Regions from separate parts of the Mus musculus genome. Here region 1 is linked to region 2. Evidence: chromatin contacts called from public HiCAR-type data. All regions are on one chromosome and are shown on one strand. Each heading gives the region's core, a stretch centred on a gene start, on an enhancer-like site or on the middle of the called end of the contact. The rest is flanking DNA. Distances are from core to core; before and after follow the strand shown.

Region 1 (3,278 bases), core at 181-2,680, 85 kb after region 2:
CTTGAGCCAAAAACGGCTTTCTTAAGTCCAAAACTCCAGCCCAGCAGCTCAGGCTGCTAGCAGATTTCTGGAGGTCTTGAAGTATTTGAAATAATGTGATGTTTGATGGCTTATCTTATTTTTCACTTATTAAAACTATTCTAATTGTATGTATCTGTGTGATCTCTGTGCACATGGATGCAGATATCCTGGAGTTCAGAGGACAGAGCTCGTGTTCCAGGTGGGGTGAACAACACAACCTGGCGGTGCTAGAAACTGAACTCCGGTCCTCTGCAGGAGCCTCTGCACTCTTACCCCAAGCTATCTCCCCAGGCCCACTTCTTTTGCTTTAGAAGTGTATTTTGTATTATGTCTGTTTATTTGTACATAAAATAATGTTTTTACAGTTTATTTATTTATTTATTATGAATACATTGCTGCTGTTTGAAACAAACCAGAAGAGGGCATCAGATCCCATTACAGATGGTTGTGAGCCACAATGTGGTTGCTGGGAATTGAACTCAGGACCTCTGGAAGAGCAGTCGGTGCTCTTAACCGCTGAGCCACCTCTCCAGCCCCTTTACAGATTTTTTTGTTGAAGAAAAAATACGAGTTTCGAAAGTCACCATATTTAACCTTAGGTCTTCAGATACCCGCTTGCCCCGTGACAAGTTCCTTAGGGTGCACATATCCTCCCCTCCGAGTGTTAGATTTGGAGTGGCCTTTACAGATGTCACAGTGGGCTTATTGCTGCCTTAGTGCAATGGGGTGAGAACAGAAGGTTCATAAATTTGAGGCTAGCCTGCTCCATTGCGAGTTCCGGCATATAGAGATGAGCCCTTTCATGTCAACGTTGACAATATGTCAGGTGTGTGTGCGCGTGTGTTTACAACTTCATTATGACACTTGTTGATATTTTTATGTGATTATTTTACAATACCAGCTGAGAAGAATATGAAGTAAAAGCAGTTTCTTTTTGACAAATACGAAGAGGGTCCCAGCTCTTCTGTGTTTATGTCTGTTGTCATTGAGCCCCATGACTACCATAGTCAAGTCTCACAGTAGGAAAATTCCACTTGCCAGGTTACAGCCGTGAGCTGTAGTGGAAGCAGTTACCAGTTACTGGCTTATAGGAGCAGCTTGTCTGGCTTCCTTGTTTGATAAACAGAATAAGGTGAACAGAATATGATCATATATGTTTTCATAAATAAAATTCATGAGCAGAAAGCAGTGTGCTTGATTTATCTGGATCCATTTTTAATGGCATTTTTTAAAGTAAGCAGACAGATTTTTTTTTGTCTATCTTTAGAGATTCTCCATACATTATGTTGCAGAGAAACGTCAGTGTATAGAATATGTAGGATAGCAGCTAACTGCTGTCATGTGCGGAGTTAGGGAGGGAGGGAGGGCTGGCAGCTGGCCAGCATAGCTTGAAGAATGTGGCTCGTGGGAGAACTCCCAGCCTGTTGCGTAACACTCAACAGAGGAGAGTACAAGCTTGTCCCTATCACTTCGCTTATTTTCCATTCTGATTTAGTTACTTGGCAAAGTCTTGGCGTCCCGGAGTGGAAGAATGAAGGACCAGAACTGAGAGGGCATCGGCCAGTTCTGTTTGTGGGGCCAGGCAGGGCTAGACTTCTCATTGTTGGGCAGGGGAATTGGTTTCCAGAGAGGACTCCAGAATCGAAAAACACTTCTTGTGTAAAGTTTGGTTTTGTTTTTATGCTTTTCTTTTTCTGAAAGGGAATTCTTCCCACAACTGTATGTGCTCTTAGTTGATGCAGCTACCCTCTGCAGTAACCTTATTTTGTAGAAAGTCTCTTCCTTCCGTGTTTTGTGATATCTGTTTATCCCTGGAGTTCAGAAGGTTCATTCAGGGAAAAATGATTCCACCCAACCAAAATAAAGGCAGGCGGGTACCACCTCTTCTTTCCCGGCAAGGGGCTTGCCCATTTTGAAGATGTGGGCAATTTTGATAGGACCTTTCTAATAAGAGCTGTTGGCTAAGAATTGCTATTTGAAAAATCTCACTTTAAAACCTACTTCAAAGGGTTTTTGAAAATAGGAGCATGTTTGTGTCTCTCCATTCCTGAGCCCTCCATCTTAGTAGGCAGACTGGGTTTTCTTAACGCCAGCCTCTTGATGCTGGATTTTATCCTAAGCTTGTTGTACTGTTTTCATGCTAACTTAGAAGAGACGTCAACATTATAGTTTGGAGCTAACCATGCATTAAATAAAAGTTAAGTAAATGCTAACTGGGAAATTAACATTTAAAAAAATTCTCTATCAGGTCTAATTCTGTGATTTTTAAAACCTGACGTGCAGGCCTGCTATACCTGCTGCAAAACCTGACTTGATTTTTTTCCCCTCAGTGAGTGGATTTCGGATTTCAGATCAAACTAGACCTTTTGTGTCTCTTGTGGCCCATGGTTGGGCAACCCCCAACAGGAGGATTTTGAGCCACCAGTCACTAGAATGGAGGCAAGAAAAGCCCAGATGATATCAGAAGGCAGCCAGTCCCGGTCACCATAGTTAAGCTTACAGTGTGGTCCCCAGCAGACGTGGGGTTAAGGGTGCAGAGGAGATGCTGCAGCAGAGGAAATGCAGCGTCCACTCAGCTCTTCTAGGGATTTTCTGTGGAGAGAAAACTAAAGGAGGTGACTCACAGTACGTGTGCAGTCAGGGTGCACCCACCGCTCTTAGAAGAGAGTGAGTGGCACGAGCTGGGACCACACAGCCCGAGCTTGGTCAGCTGGCAGCTGCCACTAGCTCTTTGCTGTGTGTGTTTCACCTTGAAGTACAAAAACTGTAGGAAATGACATTTAGCTTCCACAGGGACACCTTAGTGAGGAGCACAATTCACTGGTCATCCTTCATACAGTGACTTCCTTCATACGATTCACCAGGTGTCCCTGGCCTGTGGCCATCCGGGTATGTTCTCTCAGTCTATACCGTACCCTGGAGTGTCTTTATAGCCACTCGCCTGAAGAAATGTTTATAGTGGCTGAGAAAAAAAAAAAAAGAAAAAAAAAAAACTTTCCTAGTGGAACTTTGCCTTCCCCATCCATTTGGGGCATTGAACTTTTGGCTTGGTTCATTAATACATTTAAGTAATTTATTAAGACCCCGAAACTGAACATGGCATGGTGCTCCCTTATAGCATGGCGTCTCAGCTGTTTTCTCCTGTGTGAAGGCATTGTTAATCTTGCGGGTTTCGTGTGGGCTTTTGTTGTTTAGTTGTTCTCAGCCCTGGGGATTGAGCCAGGCCGTGTGCATGGTTGGCGGTCTTTATTTCCCTT
Region 2 (3,192 bases), core at 222-2,721:
TCTGCTGCTGGCCGCCTGCAGCCAAGGGCTTCTGCCAGCCCCAGCCCCTCTCTTTCCATCCGTGGAACACATGCCCCACAAAGGCTGAGATGACTGCTGCCTGTTTGCTGCAGAAGAAAAGGACCCACCCCGACTCCCACCCCTAAGCCAACGCAGTGGTGGAGCCACGGGTGACGGCTTGAGGTATCCTCCCTCCCTGTGTCAACTGAGAGCTCAGAGCCCTGGAGGAGGCTGTTCTTCCAGCTTCTCCCAGAGGAGTCTCTCCAAGCCTCTGTTTGTTATCTGTGAAAAGAGAAGAAACTTTAGTATCCATTTCTCAGGATTTCTGTGGTGCAGCTATTGTGACAATCCAAGACTAAGTTTATCTACATGGGCCCGAGTGCAATGGGCCTAGCCCTTTTTTCTTTTAATTTTTGTCTTTTACTTTGTTCCCAGTGGGGACACTAGCCACAGGCCAGAAGCCTGTTTCCACAGCTGTGAAATATTTAGTCTAAGTTCTGGGAGTCAGAACATTCCAGAAGGGCCCCATAGAGCCTACAGGCTGGCTGAGAAGACGGGAGCAGTCACAGAGGGGGTAATTGTTCTGTTCCAAGGGTTGGGGAACTGCCACCAACGTCCTCAACCCTGAGCAGTTGATTATACGACGACATTGAAGTGGTGGTCGTGAGGCTCTTAGCGACGCCCGTGGCACCTTTGCGATCCTGGACTCTTAACTGTTGCCCCAGGGAGGGGAAGGGCAATACCCGTGTCCTATTTTCTGTGCTTGACGTAGACACTTTGAAGGCCCATGGGGCTGTCTTGAGGACAAAAGTGGGTGTGCCCTTGCAATAGAAGAAGTTTTCTAGTGTCCCAGAGCCTGAAAGGGAATCCTTTCTCTTCCTGATAGACTTATGTCAAGGATAGGAAGTAGGCCAGAGTCGGTTTTCTGTTATGTGGTCCTCCCAGGCTCCTCAAGAGAGTCGTGTGTCCCCCCCCCCCCCCTTTTGCCTTCTTTCTGGATTGTTCTTTGTACAGCAGCAGGGCCATCAGTGACCAAAAGCATCTTTAGTACACTTTATTTATGGGTGCTGGGAGTTGAACCCGGGTCATCTAAGTCCCCTCAGCCCCCAGAGCATTGTTTTAGGCAGCCAATAAAGAATACTTTTTTTTTTTTTTAATTCCACGGTGCACTTAGCAACTGTAAGCTTCCTAACAGACACAAGAGATAAGGAGCCCCAAAACAAAACCAGGGGGAGGGGGGAATCTCAGGCTGTTTTAAGCATTGGGTTTGCTCCAGCTTGCACAAAGGCTTAGATCTTGTCTACAAATGGCTATTCTTTGGAAGGCCCCTCTCCTTCTTAGAGAGTAAGGCACAGTGACTCACCAGTGATTTCTGGGTATTTAAGAATCTTTAAGCCCTATGGAGCCTCCGGGTGTCAAGTTGGGAGCCCAGCCCTGCTTCCACAGACAAGGAACCTGAAGGGAAGTGAGTCACCCAGAGGGCACCTGGGAGAGTCTTCCCCTCCCGAGTGAAGGAGGGGAAACCCTGCCCCATGGTTCGGAGTTAGCCAGACCCACATGAAGTCACCATTACGTGATGCTGCGCTCCACAGCTGAAGCTTCTGGCGGTGCATTCATCTGCAGAAAATAATACCTCTCGCAGGGTTTTGGGAAGATGTAATTATTGCCTGCACACTGCCTGGTAGGTCATCACCTACTTATTCCCAAACTCGGCCCTTCTCCTCCTCCCCGTCCTCCCCCTCCTCCTCCTTCCCCTGCTCCTCCAACAGTCCTTAGTCACTCCTCATCTGCCTTCACTCCCACAATATTTACATGGCTGCCTTGACGCATTTCTCATTGTTTTATTGGTCGTGGACTCAAGCCTGTCCACTCTCTCACCACGAGCACTTTGAGAGAGATGGAGCATCAGAAAGGCCTCACACTCGCCTCCCTGCCCTCCCTTGTGTTGTTGGCCTGAGTCAGTCCCTACACAACAAGGTGTCACATATCCCTAGGCCAAGGCCTCACCTTGGCTAAGATGGCATCATAAAGCCGGTGCAAAGTCCTAGGGAAAGAACTCTGTTGATGTTTCTCCAGTGGCCCAAGGCCTAATGCACGCCCTCATGCCTTCCATCGCCCTTTTAAAACACCAGAACAACCCACATAGCTTCAAGAGGCACATAGGCAGAGAAGAGCCAGGCGAAGATTTAAACTTCAAAATAAAGGGAAGCCATTTTGCTTAGTGTTTCTTGGCGTGTAGGACCACAGACATCGGTATTACCTGGCAGCCTTGTTGACAAATAGTCCCTCATCAGAAACAGGAGCAAGAGGTTGGGACCTAGGAATCTGCACACTGTGCATTCCAGGCTAAAGAAAAGTTTAAGGAGAGATGGGTTGCATTTCTGAATGTATAGTTTAAGGCACTGGATAAAGAAGGGAGCTTAAGAGGGAGAGATATACCAGCCTCCCTTACACACACACACACACACACACACACACACACACACACACACACATACACACACACAAAATTAAGCACAGGAACTCATATTATTTTGTTTAAAAAAAAAAAAAAAAACAGGTCCTAGAGAGATAGCAAGTAAGATGACCTAAGTTTGGATCCCCAGAACCCCTCATCAAAAGCTGGATGTTTGGGTTCATATTTGTATTCCCAGTGAAGTCTAGATAGGGGGATCTCAAGGTTGTCCTCTGACCTCCACACCCACATACACACATCTATACGCAGATACTGGCATGTGCTCGTACCCCCCCACACACACAGTCAGAAGCCCTGTCTTTCTTGTGATTAATCAGCGCCTGACTTGCTGATGTAATTGAGGGATGTGAGAAGCCCTCCTTGCCTCCTAACCTCCTCCAGCTTGCTGGCTGGCTCTGTTCTGGACATGACATTCTGTCATAGATGTTGCTGAATGGTCTTTGGACTGGGTTTGTAGATCTGGAGTCCTTAGAAGCGTCCCCTATAACTGCCAACTCAGCACTGGTACATCGTTAAGCCACTGGAAGTCTGAAGTCCCGGTCTTTATTCTCTTGCAATGCTGCTTGCTGGACCCAAACCCTGCACTCCCCACTGAGCTGTGCTCCTAGGCTTCAGCATTCAGTACTGAAATCACCACAGCTCACCTCCTCACGAGTGCAAGCGCCTGTTCGTCCAGTCATGGGGTTCTAGAAGCTGGGCAGCAGGAGTCTCTCACT

Evidence for each region. HiCAR-type assays count read pairs that join an accessible place to other places.
Region 1: a HiCAR-type map of fibro-adipogenic progenitors shows a contact between it and region 2, with 4 times the contacts expected there. The contact joins two enhancer-like sites. A contact is called at or near these places in 7 of 39 promoter capture datasets (the C10 cell line, cranial neural crest, embryonic stem cells and 4 more), 1 of 15 datasets of contacts at CTCF or cohesin (CD8 T cells), 5 of 484 Hi-C or Micro-C datasets (Sertoli cells, bone marrow-derived macrophages, embryonic fibroblasts and 2 more), 8 of 115 datasets of contacts at active chromatin or transcription factors (bone marrow-derived macrophages, embryonic basal ganglia, embryonic forebrain and 3 more) and 3 of 9 other capture datasets (adipose tissue, liver and pancreatic islet).

Annotation. Positions count from the first base shown.
Region 1 is chr19:53,363,686-53,366,963 of GRCm38.p6, forward strand. All of the region lies in intron 3 of Mxi1 (MAX interactor 1, dimerization protein), which reads left to right. Among named protein-coding and RNA genes, the nearest start is that of Smndc1, 25 kb to the right of the region's middle. Within about 2 kb of position 1,431, at least 102 of the 459 cell types and tissues checked have an H3K27ac peak or open chromatin away from gene starts, as enhancers often do. A contact at or near this core is called in Sertoli cells, adipose tissue and fibro-adipogenic progenitors, where this site is marked.
Region 2 is chr19:53,278,445-53,281,636 of GRCm38.p6, forward strand. No RefSeq gene overlaps it. Among named protein-coding and RNA genes, the nearest start is that of 1700001K23Rik, 25 kb to the left of the region's middle. Within about 2 kb of position 1,472, at least 32 of the 459 cell types and tissues checked have an H3K27ac peak or open chromatin away from gene starts, as enhancers often do. A contact at or near this core is called in Sertoli cells, adipose tissue and fibro-adipogenic progenitors, where this site is marked.